Linked DNA regions of Ovis aries: all the other regions are linked to region 1. A link is a contact called in public Hi-C data. All regions are on one chromosome and are shown on one strand. The core of a region is the stretch at or near the end of the contact, and the rest is flanking DNA. Distances in the headings are between cores, read along the strand shown.

The links. Hi-C and Micro-C count contacts between places; a contact is called where the count stands out from the background.
Region 2: a Hi-C map of liver shows a contact between it and region 1, with 2.7 times the contacts expected there. The contact joins the promoter of LACTB here to the promoter of APH1B in region 1. A contact is called at or near these places in 2 of 16 Hi-C or Micro-C datasets (hypothalamus and liver).
Region 3: a Hi-C map of muscle shows a contact between it and region 1, with 4 times the contacts expected there. The contact joins the promoter of TPM1 here to the promoter of APH1B in region 1. A contact is called at or near these places in 2 of 16 Hi-C or Micro-C datasets (muscle and tail adipose tissue).

The regions. Positions count from the first base shown.
Region 1 is chr7:44,960,667-44,965,188 of ARS-UI_Ramb_v3.0, forward strand. It overlaps APH1B (aph-1 homolog B, gamma-secretase subunit), which reads right to left and starts at 2,394. Exons shown (of 7, transcript XM_060417837.1): 1 at 2,177-2,394; 2 at 107-277. The coding sequence starts at 2,289.
Region 2 is chr7:45,110,288-45,114,875 of ARS-UI_Ramb_v3.0, forward strand. It overlaps LACTB (lactamase beta), which reads right to left and starts at 2,533. Exons shown (of 6, transcript XM_015096997.4): 1 at 2,109-2,533; 2 at 1,610-1,676; 3 at 1-95. The coding sequence starts at 2,471.
Region 3 is chr7:45,206,534-45,211,086 of ARS-UI_Ramb_v3.0, forward strand. TPM1 (tropomyosin 1) reads right to left here and starts at 1,552. Exons shown (of 9, transcript NM_001126351.1): 1 at 1,439-1,552; 2 at 234-359. The coding sequence starts at 1,552. It overlaps LOC132660183 (a long non-coding RNA gene), which reads left to right and starts at 1,082. Exons shown (of 2, transcript XR_009601486.1): 1 at 1,082-1,245.

The DNA.
Region 1 (4,522 bases), core at 1,144-3,643:
AGGAAAACATGGACCTTCAAATACAACAACATATTAATGTTTCAAATTACTACATAATAATTCAAAAAACACTGGGGGAAAAAAGTAAACCAAACACTTAACTTACTTTAAAAGTTTATAATATGCAAACCGGAACATTTCTTGGATAAGGACTGAGATTAACACTCCAAAAATCAGCAAATATTTCTCTCTTGGTTCATCTTTGTTACCAATAAGGGTTGCTGTCGTGAACCAAATGAGGGAAGAAAACAGCAGAGACACCAACCAGAAGAAAGCTCTGAAAATTGGAAGGGAAAAAAGTTATAAGTGAACAGGATGAAAAACAATTTAAAGGCAGGAAAGAAAAAAGGGACTTCCTTGGTCATCCAGTGGTTAGGGCTCTGAGCTTCCAATGCAGGGAGAGCAGGTTCGATTCTTGGTTGGGGAACAAGATCCCACATATCACATGGCAAAAATAATAATAATAATAAAATGTACAGGTTGCCACATAACACTGAGCAGGATTCCATGTGCTATACACAGCAGGTTCTGGTTATTCGTTTTAAATATAGCAGTGTGGTTTGGGGGAGAATGGATACATGTATCCATATGGCTGAGTCCTTTGCTCTTCACCTTAATCTATCACAACATTGTAACTGGCTACAGCCCAAAACAAAGTGAAAAGTTAAAAATAAATAAAATGTATAGAGCCAAGAGATGCTGCTTACAGCTGAAAGAATTACATATAAAATAAGTAAATAAAAATAAAAACAAAACCCTGCTTGAGAAGAGAGAGATTTCCTGACAGAAAACGTTCAACTGTTCTCAATCAATGTGCAGTTTCCCTGGTGAAACAAACATGCAGTCCAAGAGGAATTTGAAATTTTTCGTTAAAAAATCACTTTTTTCAGTGACCCTTCTTTTTGTAAGTACATCTGAAGACTATTTGCCAAGGACTGTCTGGCTGGAAATTTCGTTATTTGCTAATTAAGCTTCCTAATTAAAGCTTTGTCCACTCATGTGTAAATATTTTTTCCAGGAAAATGTCTATGTCTCTATTAACAGAACAGTTGTTTAAAATCCAGATGTTGAAAGCCTGTGCTCTGATCTAGATCAGTTTCCCAGGTCTGGTTTTTACAACATTCCTGTGGAGTTTAATGATTATAACAAGCTTTACAGACTTTCTGCCCAAATCTCTATTGTATTTTGTTTTGTTTTACTTGGCCACATAGGGTCTTAGTTGTGGCCAGCAGGTGTGGTTACCCCGCAGCAGGCATGTCGGATCTTGGTTCCCCAACCAGGATCGAACCAGAGTCCCCTGAACTTAATGGCAGATTCTTAACCACTGGACCACCAGTGAAGTCCCTCTATATTGGTTTTTAAATGACTCTTGTGATGCAGCACTTTCAATACAGTGTGAGTGGTGAAGAAGTTCAGAAAAGGTGGGACTCACTGGCCTGGCCTCGCCGTTTCTCCTGATGCCAATTGAGACTTAACAGCACAGAGGGTCATGGGGAAGCTCCAGTAAGAGCTGCCAGACAGGTGAAAACTGGCATTACGATCACATTCGCCACAGGAGTTCAGTATTGACCAAGCTCCTGGAAAGAGATGCACTACAGGTGATGCGGAGTTTTCACAGGCTTCTTACCCTTTGGCCGCATACCTGGGTCACCTGGGTCTCTTAGATTGCGTAGTCCGAATCCCATCCCCTAGACATTTGATCAGTTGATCACGGGTAGGGATTGGGCAGGAGTGTGTTTTAAAGCACCTGATCCCCAGATGCTTAAGGGCTCTTAACTAGCTTGGGATTAGAGATGCCTGTTTGAATCTGACGGGCGCTCTCTTCAAATAAATCAAAGATGCATATTTGAAGTTATCCACAATTCTTTACACAGTTTTAATGTATGACGAACGCCCACCCACGGACCCTAGGCAAAGACTACCGAGCCAAGCGCCAGGGTTTTCTGAGACCCACGGCGTGAGCTCCTTCACGACGTGAGCTCGCTCTCTGAGGTCGCCGACCCTCGGAGGAGGGCAAGAAGTCCCAGCGGAAGGGGTCTCAGCTCTCCCACTGCCAACCATTCTCCGCTCTAAAGCCCAACGTGATCGAGATGTTTGGTGGGGCGCCAGGGATCGCGGGTACCCCCGGCGGGGGAGGGGAGCCCCGGGTCCAGGTTTCCCGGCGCAACCGCCTTACCCAATGATGAGAAAGATGATGCGTAACGGCTCGGTGACGATGGTGAAGATGTAGAGGGCGAGCGCAGGCCCGAAGGCAATGAAGGCGCAGCCGAAGAACACGGCCGCCGTCATGGCGACCGCAGAAGCCTGCCGAGGTGGGGGCCTGGCCTGGACACTGGGGCGCAGAGCGCCGAACCAGCTGAGCACCGGGACGAGGGCGGGGCAGGACCAGGGACTGGAGGCGGGGCGAGAGCGGGGCGCCGCGGAGGGCGAGGGCGTGGTGGAGGCGGGGCGAGGTGCGCCAATGGGCGGGCCGCGGCGGTGGGCGGACCGCGGCGGAGGCACGGGGCGCTGCGCGGCGAAGGGCGGGACGCAGCGGGGCGGGGCTGGAGGGAGGGGCGCGGCGGGGCGGGGCGCGGCGGGGCGCGGCGGGGCGGGGCGCGGCGGGGCGCGGCGGGGCGGGGCGCGGCGGGGCGGGGCGGGGCGCGGCGGGGCGGGCCTCACCGGGCTTCCGCTCTGGAGTCGTTGTTGTTGGTTGCTTGCTCAGTCCTTCTCCACTCTACGAGCCCGTGGACTGCAGCACCAGGCTTCCCTGTCCTTCACCATCTCCCGGAGTTTGCTCAAATTCTTGTCCATTGAGTTGGTGATGCCATCCAACTATCTCATCCTCTGTCGTCCCTTCTCCTCTTGCCTTCAATCTTTCCCAGCATCAGGATGAGCTGGCTCTTCGCATCAGGTGGCCAAAGTATTGGAGCTTCAGCATCAGTCCTTCCAATGAATATTCAGGATTGATTTCCTTTAGGGTTGACTAGTTTGATCTCCTTACAGTCCAAGGGACTCTCGAGAGTCTTCTCCAATAACACAGTTTGAAAGCATCAATTCTTTGGTGCTCAGTCTTCTTTATGGTCCAACTCTCACATACGTACATGACTACTGGTAAAACCATAGCTTTGACTATGTGGGCCTTTGTCAGGAAAGTAATGTCTCTGCTTTTTAATGCGCTGTCTAGGTTCCTCACAGCTTTTTTTTCTAAGGAGCAAGCATCTTTTAATTTCATGGCTGCAGTCATTTGCAGTGATTTTGGAGCACAAGAAAATAGTCTTTTACTGCTTCTATTGTTTCCCCATCTCTTTGCCATGAAGTGATGGCACCGGATGCCATGATCTTAGTTTTCTGAATGTTGAGTTTTAAGCCAGCTTTTTCACTCTCCTCTTTCACTTCCATCAAGAGGCTCTTTAGTTCCTCTTCGCTTTCTGCCATAAGGATGGTGTTTTCTGCATATCTGAGGTTATTGATATTTCTCCCGGCAATTTTGATTCCAGCTTATGCTTCATCCAGCCCAGCATTTCCCATGATATACACTGCATATAAGTTAAATAAGTAGGGTGACAACATACAGCCTTGACATACTCCTCTCCCAATTTGGAACCAGTCTGTTGTTCCATGTCCAGTTCTAACATGTCTCAAGGTGTAGTAGCTTCTGATCCAGAGGCAGAGATCGCTGGAGATTTTAGAATTGGAGCAAAGCACTCAGTCCCCTGCTGCCACTAACTGTATACATCAAGCTGGCCAAGGACACCAGCTGTGAGGTGCCTAAGAGGAGTGGAGGTCCCCAACCCCCTTTGTATCCAGGACAGGGGAAGATTCCAGATCAACTGAAGAAGAACACACAGGACATAGGCAGGATTCCATTTCTAAACAAAGGAGTCTTTTTTTTTAAAGGACATTATGCCATTTGTTGACTGTACAAAACTAGCTGGAGTGGCTGTGACGACCCAGGTGATAACTCTCAGACTGTAAAAGCCCCGTCTCGGGGTTGTTTTGGTGAGCTAGTTTTATTTGTACTCCACTCCTGCCAAGTCTTTACAAAATTGTTTTGAAGGCATTCATAGTAACAGGAACATCTCCCTGCTCAGTTTTTACTCGTTTGTCTCTCCCATTAATACATAAAATTTTGTAGGGCAGGGTTTTTGTTTTGTTCTTTGTTGTTTGCACAACAGCAGTGGCTCAGATGGTAAAGAATCTGCCTGCAATTCAGGAGGCCTGTGTTGTATCCCAAGGTTTGGAAGTTCCCCTAGAGAAGCGAATGGCTACCCACTCCAGTACTCTTGCCTTCAGACCAGAAGAGGGTGCTCACTAAATACCTATTCAATGAATGAAATAATTTTAAAAGTGGAATTCACAAACATTTGCTGCTTTACATTAATTGAACAGTTTCTGAGAGTTTTACAAATTAAAACCAGAAGGTTTATTTCCCTGATCATTCACATCTAATAAGATTTATCTCCATGTCTAACAGTCTGGTCTTAAGTCGCTCAGTCTTGTCTGACTCTGTGACTCCATGGACTGGATGGAGCCTGCCAGA
Region 2 (4,588 bases), core at 1,283-3,782, 150 kb after region 1:
AGCAACCATGGTGAGGCTTTTGCTGATACTGGCAATTCTCATAACTGTCTCTGGCTTGCATGGTACACGGTTCTCAACATCAGCATAACCTAAACCTTTGGGAGAAAAAAGCAAAAAGTCATAATAGGTCTCATGGTCAAAGGAGTCTTCAAAAACTGAAATAATACTATCTTAAAACAATCTATGTGCTTATCAAAAGAAAAAGCTATTCTACTTGCATAATTAATCAAAACTGAACACATAAGGGATGAGTCTTAGCAATACTGACAACAGTAGGCCTAACAATTTAACCTTATAACAAGACTGAAACTGTACCCTGTGCAAAACAGTAATGTTATGATTCAGTTACTGATGCTTAGCTTATCTAAAAAATTTGGTTATTCCATATTTTAAATAAATTACATTCTTTAAGGAAAACATCATTGTTCTTCAGATTATATTTATTCTTGATTTTTTAGGGAGTTTATACAAAATCCCTTAAAATGACTAATAAAACAAATGTGAAAAGATGCCCCAGAAAACCAATCAAGCTAATCATCAATTAAATTCAGCTGCAGGTCAGAAGAAGACTAATGTACTCATGGGGTCGCAAAGAGTCAGACACGACTGACAACAACAACGAGTTTAAATAAAGCTCCTTCTAATCTCTGAGCCATCAGGGAAGCCCAGAAAATATTTTAAGTTTGGTTTCATCTTCTGTAGGATAAAAGTGTGGCAATCTAAGATATATAAAGAACTTAGATCTGAAAAGAATGAAAAGGTATAATTATTTTCACCTGTAAATGTAGATTATGCAGAAAAATACTTGCATAAAAACAGAGCCCTCACCTACAGAGCTGACATTTATATAATTTTTATTATAATATCTTTCATAAATGTTGATTGGGCTATGCTTAAACTTGGATAAAGAATCATTTTTTCTTTAAATTCAAAACCTTACTGCTCCTATCAACTTCTAAAAGTACTCCTTCCTTTAAATGATGTCTGAGACAACATTTCCTAAAAGCTGGGTTTCTAAAAACCTTCTGTGATGAGTTGGACCAGTTTGTGCACAATGGAAAAGTAAACCAAATTACAAAATTCTTTGATAAAAGTATCACAGAATGACTAGAAATCTATCTTCCCAAGTTGCTAGCTTTTTCTGAAAATATAGCTGACATCCCCGTATAGTCAAAAACAAAGAAAGTAGATTGTAAACTCGTTGACAAAAAGGAATCATGTATATCCCCAGTTCTTAGTACTGTGCATTTTACACAACAGAGGACTCATAAATCGACTGAATTAAAAAGGAAAACCACTACATTCTGATGTTTTATTTAATCATAAGGGTTATCTACAAACGTGCAGTTAACAGACTGTTTTATACACAACTTTGAAAGCAATAAATTCAGTCTTTTAAGAAAGTGGGGGTAGAAACAACCCATCTTTAAGACTCCATTTTATTCATCAGTCATATTTTAAGCCTTGCTATTCTATTCCAACACAGAATAAAGTCCAATTCTTTATTCTGTTAGACACTTTTCTCTGAAGTATGTATTCCACTTCATGGAAGATTTTATTCACCGACTGGCAGAAAATAAGCCAATAAATAAAGCTATTCTGAGCCTACCTTCTGACCAGACTTCTTTTCCATCTACAGAGACTCCAACTACGATGCCAGGTGCGCCCACCTCATCCTAAGAGCCAAGGGGAGAGCATAGTTCAAGAGCACAGCTCAAAGACAGTCCGAAATCCGCCTGCGCCTTCCTCGAGGGCTTCCCTCGGCCCCGCCCCACCACGCCCCCTCTCCCCGGGCCCCGCCCACCTCCGCTCCGGCCGGCCGGGCGCTAACGGTGAGGGGTGTGCCTGCTGGGCACCCTGAGGGGGAAGGGGCGGTCCCCGAGGCGGACCTTGACCTCCGCCCCGACTGGGGCAACCTCCCAACAGCTTCTGACCATGGCCGGGAGAACGGGAAACGGGAAGTCTTTTTCGCCACCAGCCGGCATCCCGCCGCCCGGGATGGGGTCCTCTCGCCCCGAAGGATAACCACCAAGGGGCCTCATTACTCCGGGGTGACGCCGGGGGTGGGGCGCCGGGTTCCCGGCTGCCTACACCCCCGGTCGCTCCACCTTGATCCTGTGCAGGAGGTCGCGGCTACTGTCGATGGCTCTGGCGAAGTGTCTGGCGTGCGGCGGCGCCAGGGTCTGCGGAGACCACGGGGCGAGGGGCTGTTCCTGCGCCTGCAGCAGCTCGGCCTGAGGCGGGGCCTCGGGGTCGGGGGCCGCGGCAGGTGGCGCGGGGGATGCGCCCCTCAGCCCGCCGGCCAGCTTAACCCCAAGTGCCAGCCCCAGCCCCAGCCCGAGGCCCCCGACCCACCCGGGGCCGAGTGGCGGCAGCCCAGCGCGCTGATGAACCGCACGCCGCCCACAGCCCCAGGCGCAGCCCCCGGTGGTCGCGGCCCTGGCCGTCACGGCTGACAGGAGCCGGTACATGGTGTCTCTGGCGAGCAGGCAGCTTCAGAGCTCCCACAGGCCGGGCTGGTGGCTGAGGCTCTAGGAAGGGATGGGAGGGCGGGGAAGGGAGGGGGGCGGTGACTGCGCTCGGGCCCTAGCAGTCAAGGCACGATGGGCGGAGCGCCGATAGCATCGAGTCCTTCCTCTTTTCCTTTTTTAACTTTGTCCTGTCTCTTTCTTGATATTTCTTCATCTTTCTCCCTCCCCTCGTTTCCCCCCTTCTGCCTCCTCTTAGATCCGGTGTCGCCTCTTCAGAGAAGCGTTCGTAGGCCCCGTCCCTAGGAGCTCTCTCCACACCTGGAGCCCCAATGTGCACATCTTCAGTTCAGTTCAGTTCAGTCGCTCAGTAGTGTCCCACTCTTTGCGACCCCATGAATTGCAGCACACCAGGCCTCCCTGTCCATCACCAACTCCCGGAGTTCACCCAAACTCATGTCCATCGAGTCAGTGATGCCATCCAGCCATCTCATCCTCTGTCGTCCCCTTCTCCTCCTGCCCCCAATCCCTCCCAGCATCAGTCTTTTCCAATGAGTCAACTCTTTGCATGAGGTGGCCAAAGTATTGGAGTTTCAGCTTCAGCATCAGTTCTTCCAAAGAACACCCAGGACTGATCTCCTTCAGAATGGACTGGTTGGATCTCCTTGCAGTCCAAGGGACTCTCAAGAGTCTTCTCTAACACCACAGTTCAAAAGCATCAATTCTTCAGCGCTCAGCCTTCTTCATAGTCCAACTCTCACATCCATACATGACCACTGGAAAAACCATAGCCTTGACTAGATGGACCTTTGTTGGCAAAGTAATGTCTCTGCTTTTGAATATGCTATCTAGGTTGGTCATAACTTTCAGTAACACTTAAGGCTTTGTTTCACTCAACTAATCTGATTTCTTACCAGGCTGACTTACTTTAGATCTTCAGCTCCTGCAACAGCGCTTGGCACACAGCAGCAGCTCAGTAGGCAGCTCCTTTCCCCAGGACCCTTTTCCTCTCTTGTCATGTCTATTCTTTATGTCTCATTTCAGCTTCTTCCATTTCTCTGAGGCTCTTTAAAATCTCTTACTTCTGAAAGTCTAGCTTCACACCACATCAAACATATAACAATATTGTTGTATCTAGGCCTCATATTAAAAAAAAATGCTGTTAAAAATTCTGTGAATAAAATTTGCACTTAAAACTTCTAATCCAAAAGTATCATGTAATTTGTAGTTAGGTATGATCTCTGACAGCTGTAGATGATCAGAGGTTCTTGTGAAATAAGAAACCTAACCTCAGGTTACCATAAAATGTAAAAGGAGTATAATCCTAACTGAACAGTTAATGAGATGTTAATTTTGAAGATAAGCATTCATTACTTCGGGATATATAATTATCTTTTATATATTACATATGGTATATTTAAAATATCATAGTATTTTTAAAAATAAAAATATTTAATATGTATTAAATCAAATTATTTAAATAATAAATATATTTATATATTTCCCAAGGATTTCTGAAAGCTTGTAAACCTTAGCACTGGGGCAGCATATACAATGTATAAAATGAGCCTGTCTTTCCTTATACGTGGAATTTGTAGAGAGAATTCACAGACTTGACAAGCTATTGTCAAGAGAAAAAGTTGTGAACATCTTAAAAAAATGAAAGTGTTAGTTGCTCAGTCATGTCCGACTCTGCGACCCCATGAACTGCAGCCCTCTAGGCTCCTCTGTCCATGGAATTCTCCAGGTAAGAATACTGGAGTGGGTTGCCATTTCCTTCTCCATGGAGCTTCCTGACCCAGGGATCAAACCTGGGTCTCCTGCATTGCAGGGAGATTCTTCACCATCTGAGCCATCAGGGAACCCCAAACATCTAGAGCTATTATTTAATTTTAAGGAAAAGGCAATAATGGTAACCGTATCTAGTAAGAAGATCCTTGAGCTAAATAATTATACAGTGATGGGCTGTTTATAAAGCCTACAACCCTGAAGAGACCAGGTTATCCTAGGACCCAAAAGTTTTTGCAGTGAAACTCACTGAGGACCCTGGAGTACCACCTGCTGTTAGAGTGGACAGGGTGTACTCTGGCACCATGGTATTGGAGGTTCCTGTTAGAGGG
Region 3 (4,553 bases), core at 302-2,801, 250 kb after region 1:
ACCCCAGGGGTGAAGAAAGAAGGAGAAAAAAGAGAGAGGAATGGATGAAATAAAAATGAACTGTGCAGTAGCAGTTGAGGGCAGCGTCCAGTGCTCTGGGCCATGGCAGGCTGTGCGCACGTGTCCAGCTGAGAGGAGGTGACCCTCCTCCATGGTTTTCCGGCCCCTGTGATGACCCCCAGAGCAGGCCCCAAGGGCAGGAGGTGAGGGGGGCAGTGTGTGCGTGCACTTACGTCGGTGGCCTTTTTCTCCGCCAGCTCCAGCTTCTCCTGGGCATCTTTGAGAGCCTCGGAGTATTTGTCCAGTTCATCTTCGGTGGCCTTGAGTTTCTTTTGCAGCGACACCAGCTCATCTTCCAGCTGGGAGTTGGCCGTGGGGGACGGGGACGGGACGGGGTGGGGGGTGCGGCAGGCAGCGTGATCCCGCAAGGGAGGGTTGTGGGTGCACAGAGCCAGAAGGACAGGGACAGCGGGAGAGAGAAAGGGAAAGACAGGGAGGGAGAGAGAGAGAGACAGAGTTAGCCATTCGTGCGCCGCGCCGCGCGCGCCCGGGGTACCTTGGCGGCGGTTTCGTCGGCGGCCAGGAGGCTGTCCTCTGCCTTGTGCAGCTCCTCCAGCACCCGGTCCCGCTCGTCCTCCGACACCCGCAGCAGCTTCTCCTTGGCCGCTATGTCCTCCTCGAGCTGGGGGGCGGCGGCGGGCGGGCGCGGGCGGCCGGCACGGACCGGGTGTTAGACACACACACACAACACGGGCACCGGGTTGGCTGGGGCCCTTCAGCTTTGGGGCGCCACCGAGTTGGGGTTCAAGGGTCCCTAGGTAACCTCCTCTTGTCCCGAGGCTACTTCATACCCCCCACCGCTCCCGGGGACGACACTCCTACCGAGGTCTCAGCGGGCTCAAGGCCACAACTTGGCGTTGCAGAATAAATGGATGGCCCCCGATTCCGCGCCCGCCATACACTCTCTTCTGTCCCATCTTTGTTTTAACCAAAAAAAAAAAACCTCCGTGACTGTCGTTCCCCCCTCCCTGACTTCCTCCCTCCCCCAGTTGAAGGTTTTATCTCCCCCGGTCAAAAGTCCAGAAGAACTTCGAACACTTTCTGGACTTGATTCCCTTCAACCCTCCTCCTCTCCCCCACCCCCAGATCCAAAATTGTTTTCTGATCCTCAGAACCAAGTGCCTCTAGCACTTGATGGGACTTGACGGTCTCCGGCAACCGGAGAAGGGAAATAAGCGTCCCCAGGTAAGAGAAAAAGTTAGAATAAGCCAGTCCTGCTCTTCCCCTCCCGCTTCTCAGGCGCCCTGGAGTGGGGGTGGCTCCCGGAGTCCTCGGGGTGAGGGGCCAGGAAGGGGTGCTAGGCCGGGTCCCGGGGCTCCGGGCCCCAGGGCGGGCGGGGCGCGGGCGACCCCCGGGCGCACGGTTGGGAGGCGCAGACCTGCTTGCTCCTGTCCTCCGCTGCCTTCTTATCGGCCTCCGCCTGCTCCGCTCGATCCAAGGCGTTCTCCTTGTCGAGCTTGAGCATCTGCATCTTCTTCTTGATGGCGTCCATGGTGGCGGCGGCGAGGGGCCCTGGGGCTGCGGCGGGAGCAGGGAGGCGAGCGCGCGGTGAAGCGGCGGAGCCGGAGTGCGAGCGCCGAGCCGCCTGCTGCTCCCAGATATGTACTTTCCCAAGGGGGCGACCGCATTCCTCAAGACAGCCAATACTTTTTTGGAAGAGCTTTTTTCTCCTGCCCCCTTTCCCCCTTCTCCTCCCTCCGCCCCCCGCGCCCTCCCCGCTGCTCCCGCGGGGGCTGCTCGCCCATTCGCTGCCGCCTGCCGGCCTCCCAGTTGACGGTGGATATGACTATATATGGGGACCCGAGCAGCCAGCCGAGGCAGCCGCCGGGCGAGGCCTCCAGTTTTCCAAACCTGCACGCCAGGGAGAGGGCACTGGGGCCTCTCCCGGACCGGGGGCCCGGGTACTTCCCTCCGCCCTCTGCGCCCCCTCCTCCCGGGGTTCACGCTCCGGCTCTAGGGTCCCCAGCCGAGCCGTCCTAAGTCACAGGAGGCCTGAGGAGCGAGCCGGGCAGGTAGAGGATGCGCGTCGCTTTCTGGGCCGCCAGACCCAGCGGCTCGCTAAGCATCAGGACCTGGGGTCCCCGCAGCCACCGCGATGGTGTCCAGGCCCATGCGCTCCCGGCGCCCGCCCTGCCTACAGGGTGTCAGCACGGGCTGGCTTTCATGTTCTGGAAACTCAACTGGAGCAGAGAAAGAACAAGTTGGAGGGAGACCTGGGGTGCTGTATATGTCTGCTGGTGCGGGCCAGAACGTCTGCAAATCTGTCTTATGCGGTTCTCTGTCCCCCAGGGGAAAGACAGTTGTATACCTTAGGAGGGACATAGGACTCGGTTCTGTGTGTGCCTGTGTGTGGTACTTCCCCAAAGGGTGGGGTGTGTTTGTTGGTGTGTGGGTGGGAGCTTGCGAGTTTAACGGGAAAGGCTATTGAGTTTAGAGTCAGGCAACTTAGTTTTTTGGTCTCTCTCACCAGCAGCTCTGACAAGCGAGTTGACAAGCTCTAACAACTTGACAAGCCAGTTGGCCTCTGTGCTACATCTTTAAACCTGAGGATGAGGGGTAGATGATCCCTATGATGCCACCAGATCTAACTTTTAATCATTTTCCTTGCACTGAGTTTAGCGAGTTGGCCTCTTTCCATGTTAGGCACTCAGGTACTAGGTTACTAAAACACAGGGATAAATGTTATCCCAGCCAAGTCATTGTATCCACAGCTATAACTCTGAGGAGGGAACAGGCCCTGCTCTGTACAGCAAGCTTTGCTCAGAGGTAGGAGGGTTTCCTCCTATAACTCTTACTCCTCCCAGTCCCCATGGGGAAAAGCCTGCTCTTTTCAGACTTTCGATGGGAAGGGAAGAAAGGGCTGTTCCCAAACCCTGCTTGATACTGGCTGAGGCAGAGCTGGTGAGGGTCTTGTTGGGTCTTGTTAACAGTCCCCACAGAATAATTCACAACCTGTCCTACATGGATACTGAATATTCCCTGGACGGTATCTGAGCAGATCAGGCAGGTCAAACATCTTGTAAGTCCTTCAGAGAATGATCAAGTTCCTCCCAGGATTTTATCAGGTTTCTTCCACTGACCCAACTGCCCAGGAGGGGGGAAAAAATATACCCTGACCTAATGGTGAGAACACTAGATTTGTGTGCACAGGCACTGCATGGTATAGAAATTCACCAGGACCCTTTAATCGCCACATGTGAACCCAGCCACTGGAACACTGACAGAGTTCAAGGCCTCTGGGTCATATACAGATGTGTGGACCCCAGGGAGCTGACTTCCCAGCTTGGAGCTCAGCATAAGGTTTATGCGTAGGGACCCCAGAGTTAGACCCTGGAATCCAAACTTGGCCTGGCTACCTCCTTGCAAGATGGCCTTAACCACATTATAATCTCTTTAAGCTTCAGTTTTCTGTTCTGTAAGGTAGGTATACAAATTCTTCCCTCTTAGGGTTGTTACAAGAATGAAAATGAGATAAAGAATGAAAAGCGTTTTGTCTAGCACATAGCAAAGTACTCAGTAAATTGTGGCTGCTCGGGTGGCAGAGGGCAAGTCATCTCTTGTCTCTCGGCCTCAGTTTTCTCATTTATAAAATGAGGCAACTGAACTAGAGAAACTCCTGGAGGGACCATGTATTGTGAATTTTCTCTGCTGTGCCAAACATAGAGAAACATGCTAAAGTTTCCTTAAGTGAACTAGTGTTATAGACCATCTATTCAAACACACCACTGGTGAGCACCTGTTGTATACAAGGCAGGCACTAGGCTCCAGGATCCCCAATTAAGTAAGATACATCCATGTCTTCCAGGTGTTCAGCATGAACAGTGGAGAAAGAAGTAGAAATGACCAGATCAGAGACAGACAGATAAAACTATTCTGACAGACAGATAAAAACTATTCTGAAAAGTGGTGGTTTTTAAACTGATTTTAGAGGAAGGATAGCAATTAGATAGAGAGGAGGGTATTGTATGAGCCAAGGGTAGAAAGAGAATATTTGATGGTGGTTGGACAGTAGGTTTACTTGGGGATGAACTGGGAGGTGAGACTGGAAAGGTAGATAGGAGGGGTGTATGGCGAAGGGGCTTGAATTTAGGGACTCAGATATTCAGGCCTGATTCTTTAAGTTTAAACCATTCATTTTTTCTTCCCCTCCCTGCCTCTAGAAGTCAAAGACTATGGTGTCCAGTATGCGAGCTGCACAAAGCCAATTTAAAAAATTCCTTGGTACCATATCACTAATCCCTAGACTGATGGGTTAACATAACAGGTCCCTGGCCTCAGTCATTTCCATTTCACCACTGGTGAGATTCTGCCCCATGAATAGCCTGACAATCAACCAGGTTCAACCCAACTTCAGGGACTGCTCCATCCACTACCCTTCAAGGGTTAGGACCAGGCAAAATATTTTCACTTAAACAAAGACTTTCTTCTATATTGGTCAGATCTCCTGGTCTTTGGATAGCATCAAGGTGTGGGCTGGGGACTTCCCTGGTGGT